2 separate regions of the Mus musculus genome follow, and region 1 is linked to region 2. The links are chromatin contacts, called in public promoter capture Hi-C maps. All regions are on one chromosome and are shown on one strand. The core of a region is the stretch at or near the end of the contact, and the rest is flanking DNA. Distances in the headings are between cores, read along the strand shown.

What was found. Promoter capture Hi-C pulls out the DNA fragments that hold promoters and counts their contacts.
Region 1: a promoter capture Hi-C map of embryonic stem cells shows a contact between it and region 2, with 6 times the contacts expected there. The contact joins the promoter of Dct here to the enhancer-like site in region 2. A contact is called at or near these places in 5 of 39 promoter capture datasets (the 3T3-L1 cell line, embryonic stem cells, hippocampal neurons and 2 more) and 1 of 115 datasets of contacts at active chromatin or transcription factors (embryonic stem cells).

Annotation. Positions count from the first base shown.
Region 1 is chr14:118,048,451-118,054,159 of GRCm38.p6, reverse strand. Dct (dopachrome tautomerase) reads left to right here and starts at 1,914. Exons shown (of 8, transcript NM_010024.3): 1 at 1,914-2,676. The coding sequence starts at 2,382.
Region 2 is chr14:116,867,744-116,873,617 of GRCm38.p6, reverse strand. All of the region lies in intron 1 of Gm52093 (a long non-coding RNA gene), which reads left to right. Among named protein-coding and RNA genes, the nearest start is that of Gm52093, 9.8 kb to the left of the region's middle. Within about 2 kb of position 4,052, at least 6 of the 459 cell types and tissues checked have an H3K27ac peak or open chromatin away from gene starts, as enhancers often do. A contact at or near this core is called in embryonic stem cells, where this site is marked.

The DNA of each region.
Region 1 (5,709 bases), core at 665-3,164, 1.2 Mb before region 2:
AGGTGCTACAACGAAAAGGAAATGGGTCATTCTGATGTGAGAAATGTCCCTCAATTTCAGGTTCCTAGAAATCTGATGATGGCATCTTCCAAACTTCACTGCTGCTCAGAACAGCAGGTTTCACAGTGGCGACGTGAAGTGGAAGTCAGTAAAAAGACAGAATGAATGGGGTCCCCAAAGCCTCTAAGTCTTTACAACTGTTAGGTATTATGATCCTAGCATAGTCAAGCCTAAGAAAGGAATGCACCTGGTCCCTTAGCCAACGACGGCAAGCATCGTCTACAGCTCTACCTCATTCTCATACCGTGGCTTGCAACTCTGGCTGTGCAGTAGAACCTGGAAGAGAGTTTAGAAAACACTGATGTGAGGCTGGGGAGATGGCTCAGTCAGTAACATGCTTGTAAGTGTGGGGACCTGACTTCAGACCCCCAGTGCCCACATAAGAAGCCAGGAATGGTGGTAGACTCCTGTAGTCCCTGTGCCGGAGAGGCGAAATCCCTGGAGCTTTCTGGTCAGCCACTACCCAAAGGTTCAGTGGGAGACCCTGTCGCAAAAAACAAAGTGGAAAGTGAGTAGGCAAACCATTTATGTTGGTCTTTGTCATCCACCTGCACATGCATATACAAACATGTGGGCATGCATGCCTTCCACAGCACATATACTGTAAATGCACACATCTGCATGCCTGCATGCACACATGCACACACACTTACATCGCTGATGCCTTGAACATATCATTAAGAGTCCCATTCAATGTCCAGAACCCAGAAATACAAACTGATATTGGGTTAGTCACACCTTAATACCACAGGGGTGTAGGGACACCTGTGTATTTTCCTTTCTTCCTTCTCCTTTTCTTTTTAAGATGGGGTCTCTCTACGTAGCCATGGCTATCCTGAGACTCACGATGTAGACTGGGCTGGCTTCCAACTCACATAGATCACCCTGCCTCTGCTTTCTGAATGTTGGGATTAAAGTCATGGGTCTTTAGCAGACAGGCACACACACCTGGCTGCTGTGTACGTTTCTCAACCTTAAGAATTCCTTTGAAACTAACAAGGCACTTGACATTCACGTTCAAGGCACTCTTAGACTCCAACTGGAACAATTCTAAGTCGGCAATTTGTATAGATCTCATGACACCACGACAGTCCTGTTCGCACCAGGAAGGGACTAATGCTCTGGCAAATGGCCGCCACGGTCCATCTGCACAGCCCGTGGTACCTAGAGGAAGCACATAGGGGTACACCTTCCTAAATTAAAGCTTGATTATGCCAAACCTCAATGCAATCGAAAGATTTCCTTGCAAGTCCCACTCCAGTTTGTCCAATTGCAGAGAAATGACAACTGTGAATAATTGGTAGCATACGGTTCCACGCAAATTAAATACAAATCTGCTTCATGGATGTGCTGAACAAGAGAAGAGGGGGCTATTATTTGGAAGCAGGAGGATGCCTAATTGTGCAACAAAACAGCTCCTTGTACACTGGCTTTAAATAAACGTTTCTTTATTGGGGGGGGGGGGGGGTGTGATCTCCTGTGGCGGTCTCTCTCCCATGTCAGCCAGCAGTCATGGGGGAGAAGTACTTAGCAATGCACAGGTCTATAAAGGGCCTTTGACGGAATGCTCCCTCTATCTATTGACGCACTGGGAAGTCTGAGGTCACAAGCTTGGCTGGGACACATGAGCCCAATAAAGAGGCTGATTTTACCCTCCTGACACAAAGCCAGACACTTTATCAGCTTCATTGTGCACTTAGGGTCATGTGCTAACAAAGAGGATTTCTCTGGTTATAATCCCCTTAATGATGGCTTCTCCCATCCCTCCGCCCCCCCCCCCCCCCCCGTGCCCCACCAGGGCCCCGTGGCTTGGCGAGCCAGAGAGAATAAAGGCAACACGGTGCTTGGCTTTTGAACTGAGTTCAAGGCAATTAAGGTCAAGGGCTAGGGAGAGAAGGAGGAGGCTTAGAAACAGCAGCATAATAAGCAGTATGGCTGGAGCACTCTGTAAATTAACTCAATTAGACAGAGCCTGATTTAACAAGGAAGACTGGCGAGAAGCGCTCCCCTCATTAAACCTGATGTTAGAGGAGCTTCGGATGAAATTAAATCAGTGTTAGTTGTTTGAGTCACATAAAATTGCATGTGCGTGTACACATGTGCACACGTGTAGGCTCTGTGATTTAGGTGGGAATTTTGAGAGGAGAGGAAAGGGCTAGAACTAAACCCAAAGAAAAGGAAAGAAGAGAAGAGGAAAGGAAAGAAAAAAGAAAAGGCAATTTGAGTGAGTAAAGGTTCCAGAACTCAGGAGTGGAAGACAAGGAGTAAAGTCAGACAGAAACCAGGTGGGACGCCGGGCCAGGCCTCCCAATTAAGAAGGCATGGGCCTTGTGGGATGGGGGCTTCTGCTGGGTTGTCTGGGCTGCGGAATTCTGCTCAGAGCTCGGGCTCAGTTTCCCCGAGTCTGCATGACCTTGGATGGCGTGCTGAACAAGGAATGCTGCCCGCCTCTGGGTCCCGAGGCAACCAACATCTGTGGATTTCTAGAGGGCAGGGGGCAGTGCGCAGAGGTGCAAACAGACACCAGACCCTGGAGTGGCCCTTATATCCTTCGAAACCAGGATGACCGTGAGCAATGGCCGAGAAAATTCTTCAACCGGACATGCAAATGCACAGGTGAGGGCCCTTGGGCAGACCCAGATGTCACTGCATTTGAGCTTGATGGAGATTCCTAGGGAGGAAAGTGATCCCTTCTGAGGAGAGGCGACACTGGTGACAAACTGTTAGGCTAGCTGCTTCTGGTGGCAAGTCTCTTCACTCAGGAAGGCGGATAGATTGCTTACAAGTTTCACGCCCCGTGTGTGTACTTATGAACACTAAATCAACATTGTGTGGGCCACGCCTGAATTTCTGGACGCATGCCAACATACCTTTGGCTTGTTTGTTGGGAGGGGAGGCTACAGAGATGGGGAGCCTGCTTTGAAACTAGAACAAGTTCTTTCAAGATGGAGCGGGGCCTCTCCTGCAATGGGTCCGCACTTGCTGCGGCGCTGGGTGCGGCTTGGCATGGGGCAGGCGCAGAGGAGGCAGGTGCTATAGAGAGCTGCTCTCAGCATTTCTCAGGGTTTGAATAGACCACAAACAGGGGTCATCCGCCTTGCTCAAGCCAGGACTGGACCGTAACTTTGCTAGAGTTGGACCAAAGAGAACAGTGGGTTCTTCTACTATTATCTGAATTCCAATTGGGCAATATCAGATCTGCTCAATATCCTTCCTTTACAACCAGGGTGTCTCCCAATATTCATTTTTATGAAGTTTCCATTTTTCTGTGTTTCTGGGGTTCTCATGTCCTCCCCATCCCACTTCTTCTGGTTTTCAGAAAACATGCACAACTGTAAAAATCACCGAGTCTGGTAGGGCCTCTGAAAAACAAAACCCTTGCAAGCAGCAGCCCCGGCAGAGCCCTCGGACATGGCTTCTCGTCGGTGGCCATTTGCAAGCTGATTCCCTTCTGCCTCATTCCTGCTTTCCCACGTGCTGCTGAAGCAGAGCATGGGCACTCTGGCTACGTCAGGGTCAGAAACGCTATCGCTGAGGAAGAACGTTTTGCATGCCAAGCAAGTGCTTCAGCCCTGTTAATGATAAATGATTTAAGGAATCATTATAAGGAATTATAATGTTATATTATATATATATATTATATATGTTATAAAGGAATTATAAGGTCTAGTTCTGCTTTAGCTATTGTGACAGAAGTTATGATAGCGTGTTGAATATATATTATCCACTTTTTCCCTGAGGCATTAAATCATTTGCTTCGCTAGCCATTGCTCATAGATTTTCAGCCTCACTGGAGGGTGGGGTGGGGGAAAGCGCTGGATTCTGCACTTGTGGTATCGGGGGCCACACTAACGTGGGTGACCTTTGTCGCAAACCTCCAGAGCCTTCTATGGGAATTATTTCCAGGTCAATAGATGGCAAAATGTTGTGTTTTTCAAGAGTTGAACGTCCGTGTTTTATAGTCCCGGGGCAGAATGCTTTAGTAGGTCAGAGCAAACAGCACACGCGTCCTCCCTCCTCTTTATAGTTCTCCTCGGAGAGTGAAAGCACATTTGCTTTTAGGAAGGGGAAGTGGGAACCGCAGGACGGAGCAGAATACAAGGGGTACTTGCTATATCTCTTTGTAGAGGAAGTATTTTGAATATTCCTCAAGAAGGGACAGGAACGTGTGTCAAAGTGACCTACTTTAGGAGTAAAAAAGGGAATGGGTTAGGAGTAGGATGATCCACAAGTTTTAGATATAAGTCATCACATTTCCAGAGGCCAATACCTTGAAGCAGGGCTTCCCTCCTCAAGGTACAGTCTGCATCTCCAGCTGCCAGTCAGCCATGACTACCCTCGAGGGTCCATCCTCCTGCCGTAGTTCACCTCCTTTCTATGATTTATTTGTCTCTGACTCACTCAGGACCACTGTTCATTCTGTACTGCATATACACATGTGTTAAGGACACTTAATATGTGCTGCTCATAATGCTTAGTTTGACAGTTACTTAGTTACTCCTTTTATCTAGCTTTCCACACAAGATTCTGTGCACAATCAATATATACAATAATAAGTTTGTATACATGCATAGTCTCACAGTCCTGCTCCTCTCACAACGATCAGGGAAATGGACTTGTCCACTACCTCCAATGAGTTTTCTTGTCTCCTCAATTTTCTTTTGTTTCTTCAAGAATAGATTTTGGGGGGGGGTGTTTGAGACAGGGTTTCTCTGTGTAGCCCTGGCTGTCCTGGAACTCACTCTGTACACCAGGCTGGCCTCGAACTCAGAAATCTGCCTGCCTCTGCCTCCCAAGTGCTGAGATTAAAGGCATGCGCCACCACACCAGGCAAGAATACTTTACTTGAACTTTAGCTCGGTAGTACACTCTTAAGTGTACAGTAGCATGCTATAGAGTGGATATCCAAAATTCACTGTCGCTGTAACTCCATACTCATTCAGTGGAGCCTCCACGTCTCCTCCTCTGCCGCCCTTCCCCGAAACAGTGCCTTTGTCCTCTCTGGTTAGCTGACCCCTCTAGATGCCTCGTTGAGGAGGCATTGCTATACAGTGGGGATCTATCTCACTGAGCACAGTGTCTTTCAGGTTCGTCTGCAGGTTGTAGAGGTAGGTGATGATCCCACCTCCTCTTCCTCCTCCTTTTTCAACTCAGTAGTTTTTTAATTCTGGGACTTGAACCCAGGGCTTACACACATTAAGCAGACATTCTACCACTACGCTATATCCTCAGTCTCCTTCCCTGCAAACCCCCCTCCCCGAGTCTTGAGTCTTGAGACACAAATCTTAGAGACTTGCAATGGGAAGTTGCTTCGTGTACATAGTTGCCATCATTTGGTGATGCGCCAACTGTTTCAAAGACAGACACATGTCCTTCTATTTCCTTCCAAAGAGCAAGCAACTTACCTTCCTTGAATAGTGTCTTTATAGTTCTGCCTGACTTGGATCATCTCAAAGGCCCTTGGTTCTGGGCACTGTCTAAAGCAATGGCAAATGGAGCACCTGGGACTCTCCTGGCCGACCTCAAGGTTCTAAGGCAGAGATGGAAATTAAGCTGTGGCCAGCAGAACGCTGATTGCATTGGCTGATTCCTTGAGAAAAATAATTTGACTTAATGCTTTACTACAGGCTGGGGAGAGCAGCTTTAGCC
Region 2 (5,874 bases), core at 2,803-5,302:
CTGTTTGAATTTGATTTTGTCCTGGAATTTTTTTTTCTTCATCTATGTTGATTGAGAGTTTTGTTGTGTATAGTAACCTGGGCTGGCAGTTTTCTTCTCTTAGAGTCTGCATGATCAGGCTTTCCTGGCTTTCATAATCTCTGTTGAGAAGTCTGGTGTAATTCTGATAGGTCTACCTTTGTGTGTTACTTGGCCTTTTTCCCTTGCAGCTTTTAATATTCTTTCTTCATTCTGTGCATTTAGTGTTTTGAGAGTTATGTACCGAGAAGATTTTTTTTGTACTTTTATGGCCATCTCTTTCTTTAGGTTGAGGAAGTTTTCTTCTATGATTTTGTTGAAGACATTTTCAGGTCCTTTGAGCTGGGAATCTTCATTTTCCTCTATTCAGATTATTCTTAGATTTGGTTTTTTCACTGTGTCCTGAATTTCCTGGGTGCTTTGGGTTAGGAATTTTTTTCTGTTTTGAATTTTCTTTGACAGTTGTGTCAATCTCTTCTACCATATCTTCAACACCTGATATTCTCTCTTCAGTCTCTTTGTATTCTGTTGGTAATACTTGCATCTGTAATTTCTGACCTTTTTCCTAGGTTTTCCATTTACAGGTTTCACTCCATTTGTGTTTTCTTTGTTATTTCTACTTCTCCTTTTAGGTATTAGATTGCTTTCTTCAATTCCTTGATCACTAAATTCAATTTACCTGTATTTTTCTGTATTTCTTTCTGTAAGTTATTGATATGCTCCTTAAAAGAATCTATAATCTTCATGTGATAGGATTTTAAGACCGATTCCTGATTTTCAGGTGTGTTGGTGTATTCATGGCTTGCTGTGGTGAGAGAACTGGGTTCTTATAATGCCCATGTATTTTGGTGGCTATTGCCTATGGTCCTTCACTTGCCTTTCACCATTTGGTTATCCCTGGTGTTTGTTGGTCTGAGTGACTGTCTGGAGTCTGCCTCTTTTGTCCCAGAGTTGCTTCAGGTCTCCTGGTAGGCCTGTGGCCCTGACTGTTTTACACCACCTGTGGGACCTTCCAACTGAGGGCTTTTCACAGGGGCAGAGAAGCTGCTGATATGTTGACATGGCTTCAGAGCAGCAGAGCTGCTGACCTGGCTGCAGTAGATCTCCTGGGATGCCTTCAGACTGTTGGGTCTTCAGTGGAGCAGTCAAGCTGTTGTCCAACTCATCTGAGGGCAGCTGATCCTCAACTGCTCTGAGTGCAAAGGGTCTTCAACTGTTCAACTGCTCTGAGTGCAATGGGTCCTCTAGGATGGTTGAGGTTATGGTTTCTTCACGGGAGCAGACCAACTAGGAATCTGCCCCAGCAGCAAGGACCAGGAGGAAGGAATGGGAGGGACAGAAGAGGAGTGGTATTCAAGAGGGCAAGGATTTTGGTGGATGATGTGTCCCAAGTCCACAGACTCCCAGCAGCAGCTCCAGAGCTCGAGAGAGTGTGGGAGGGTATTCTAACCAACTGCTCTGAGTGCAGCGGGGCCTATAGGATGGATCTAGATATGGTGTCTTCACAGGAGCAGACCAACTAGGAGTCTGCCTCAGCAGCAAGGACCAGGCAGAAGCTAAAGCATTTTTCTTGTTTTAAGAACATCTGAGGTCTACTTGTCACACAGATTATTAAAGGTCATGCACAGATTTGGAGGTTTTGTTGTTTTGTTTTTGGATTTTTGATATAAAGCTTCTCTGTATAGCCTTGGTTGTCTTGAAACTCACTCTTGTAGAACAGGCTAGCCTCAAACACAGAGATCCACCCCCATTTGCCTCCTGAGTTCTGGGATTAAAGGCATGGGCCACCACTGCCCAGCTCTCAATTACAGTATTAATGATGGGCCCTGTGGTACACAGTGAGTCTGCAGAGTTGTTCACATACAGAATTAATTGTAAGCACTGTGGTACACAGTGAGTCTGCAAGGTTTTTCACACTGCTTAGCTGAAACATTATACTCACTATCTGGTAACTCCCTCAGCTAGGCTGAGCAACATTCCTCTCTAAGTCTATGACTTTACTATTTTAGCTACATCATATAAATGGAATCATGTGGAATTTTTTTCCTTTGACTTACTGCACTTAGCATTCAGTCTTCAAGAATTTTGAAGTACTTAGTGAATGGTTGGAAAAAAGGGCTCACAAGGCAGGTTTCTGTGGCAACTGGAATGATGAAAATGGGAAACTGGCCTAGGTTAGAGTGTTCAGAGAAATATGTAGTTCAAAAGGTAGATATACAAGAGGTCGGATCTAAATAATATACATAGAAATTACACATTAATATTTTAAAATGCAAATATCTTTGAAATTAGATTAAACTAACAATGGCATAAGCTTCAATAATTAAATGTAATATTAATAGGAAGGAGTACAGGGAAGCATGTGTTCCGTTTTTGCATCTCCCATAGGACAGCCTTAGTTACACAGATAGCTGTGAAGCCAGGGTGGGGGCTGTATACAAAAGCCCAGGCACACAAGAAGGCAGGCAACCAAGGAGTATAAATAAACATTCTGTGCTGGAGTGATAAACATCGCATCCACTGCAGCCTTCCATTCTCCTGCTCCTGTGTGCATTACATGGGTTATGCTTGCTTCTACTTCCCTAACAAGCCTAACAGTGGATTTAGTTAAGGAGATGAGGAGGATTTAAAAGATAAAATCAGACTGGCATTCAACCCTTCTTTCTCCTTAAGCCCATTGGAGATGACTTAATAAAAAGGAGACAGAATATTAATTTTTCTGAAATTTTGTTTGGTTCAATGACCTTGGTAAAAGCTAGTAGGAGAATCTGGAAATTAGTTTAATTGACTGTTATTACTATTCTGCTATTCTAGTGGAATAATTCACAGGTCATTCGAGTTGATTCACTAATGGAGCAGAGAGATAAGGTATGCAGGGACAAACTCTCCACTGGAGTTCAGTGATTTCCCCCAAGCTGGCTTCATAGATCACAAAGCATAACATCGAATTACATTTAACATTCTCAAAACAACACTCCGTAAGGAGAAAATGAAGGTATCAGAGAGCTATTTGCCCAATACTCTTTTGGCTCTGATGTCCAGAATTGATGTTGAAGGGTTTTTGGGGCAAATATACTATGTCTTTCTCTAGAAACCAACCAAACAATTATGACAATAATATTCTTGAATACAATGGACAATGAATGTGGTCTAGGTAAAAATGACCAGTGGACCCATAGTCACCTGTGAAGAAGACATGGGTTCTTCATCTCCCTCTGACTAACCAACATGAAAAGTCTGTCACTTTCTCTGGCTCTCATCATACTCAAGTCTTGCTGATGCCAACCTCACTGGTCATTCCCTCTCTGCTTCCTGTTTTACCAATCAGGGAAGGCAGGCCATGAAACATCTAGATCCCATAGCAACAGGAGGCACATCCCATAGCAACAGGAGGCACATCTCTTCTCTGCTACAGGTCTGGGAGCGAAACATCTTGGAGAGATGCAAATGAGCATGCTGGTACCAGGAACCCCAGTCACCAGCTGCCTAACCAGCATATTTAGTCTTTTACATTTTTATGTTGTGCGCTCTCTCTCTCTCTCTCTCTCTCTCTCTCTCTCTCTCTCTCTCTCTGTGTGTGTGTGTGTGTGTGTGTGTGTGTGTGAGCTTTGTAGAAGACTGCAGATGCCCACAAAGGTCAGAGTTGTCAGACTCCATCAGAGTCACAGGCAGTTGTGAGCCACCAGACTGGGTGCTGGGAATCTAATCTAGATCCTCTGGAATCGTGATGTGTTCCCTTAAGTTCTGAGCCATTTCCCAAGACCCCATATCAACTACTCTTAGGAGCCAGCACCATATGGACCTAATATCTAGATATTAAGCTGGCAGAGATCATGGTGTCTAGCATTACGGCTCCAGAAAATGAATGGCAGTGCTCTCAAGCACAGGCATGCTTGTGAACAGCTTCTCCTGATGGCTTCTCTATTTTCTTTGAGAGTCAATGTTTTGAATTAACATACTTATCAGACTATTTACATGGAGATTAGCCTATAAAAAAGAGGGAAGGGAAGATGGAACTTTAGAGGCACAAAGGCAGCTAGGAAGCAAGATGGGAAGGACGATGGCTCCCCCACAGCCAGGTTTCATCAGCCTTGTTTGCAGACTCTGTCAGTCTCCTTGTGATTTATCCACTGAAGGTCAGGGAGAGTACACATTAAATGCCTTAACTTGAGTAATAAAGCAGGGAACCTGGGTGTACCACTCCAATAAAACAACAGGCTGAGAAGGGAAAATTTCACACAGCCAATAATTTTGTCTACCTGCCAACAACTAATATGTTGGTTTGTTTTCACCGGGAAGACGGATTGTTTGTGCCTCACCCACTATAAATACAAAGCAGTACCATCGTTAACACACTTGGATCCCTGCAGCAATCGCCGTGTCTTACAATAAAATAAGCTAAGTAAATACATGTTGAATGAGTGTGAAATGTTGCTTTCTGATTTTCATGGTCTAAAAATTCATAGACGCACATCTAATCTGCACCTTTAACACTGTAGGGCATCTTGTTTTGCTTCTATCTCCTTGGCATGTTTTTTCTTTCTCTATAAACATCCCTAACCTGTTCCTGTCTGTGGGAGTTGACCCCATCCATAACCTGTCCTCCATATGATCACTTTCAAAGCAATTCTCATCTACTGCAAATTTGCTTGGATCCATATCCATCCTTAGGTCTTCTCTTGAAGTTGAAAGGACACCAGCTTGTTTTTGTTCTCCAGTTTATTCACAGGTTCTCTGCTGTCACTGTCTTACGTTGGTCCAGTGTTTCTCACACTCTCTGTGTCCTCTGTCTCTTCCCCATCCTGTTTTGCATAGGTACGTATGAATGGTATATGTGTGTGCATGTATGAAGCCACAGGTGTGAGATCTGATGTCTTCCCAGGAGGCTCATGAATCATCTAGATTAGCTAGTCATCTCTCTCTGGCATTTGTTCTCTGAGATTGCATGCACTGGGATTACAGGCTGACCACCATGTCCATCCAGCTTTCAACTGGGTTCAGGAAATCGGAACCCTGGCCCTCAAGCTGGAATACTTGTGTGGAAAACACTTTCCTTACGAAGCCACCTCCTCAGCATCTCTGCCTGCACATTACTCTTTCTCAACATAAAAGAAAAATACACTCTCTCTACACATATACTTTTAAAAAGAAATAGCAAGCTTCTCCTATTCACATATGTCCTCCTGAGCTCACACTTTTCCAGCAAACATCATTCCAACCCCACTCAGAATTTCATAACTTAGCAATAAATAAGGACAGAACATTAAGTTAAGAAGCAGGTAAGATTTCCACTTTCATGAAGCTTTTTAAAGTTTAAAAATAATGTCACAAAATATCATAAAATAGACTCCAGATGTGAAGACACAGTGAAAGAGAGGATTGGAATATCACAAGCTCTCAGAAGTTATTTTATGCTTGCCATTGACTCTTGGGTGCTTTCAGTACCTTGTGAAAGCCTTCTAGTGTCCTTGGGGGTTGACATTGATGTCCCAGCTCCCAAACTTACATTAATCCACCTTCCAGGTTTAATTCTTTTAACACCTGACTTAACTTTATCCGCATCCAATTGGCAGAGGGACTTACATAACTTACTTAACATATCAACATATGATTGGCAAAGGGATTTACATACATCTCGGATCTGACCACATACCCATTGTCATGATTTGTTTCAACTGTCAACTTTAAGCCATCTAGAATTGCTTATAAAGAGAGTGCCCTGAAAGGCTTCTCTGGATAACTTTGGCCTGAAAAGGAAAAGTTGCCAGTGGGGATTGTCTTCATTACATTACATTGACTGATTACACAGAGGGGAGAGTAACCACCCACTGTAGGTGGTGCCATTCCCTAGGCTGT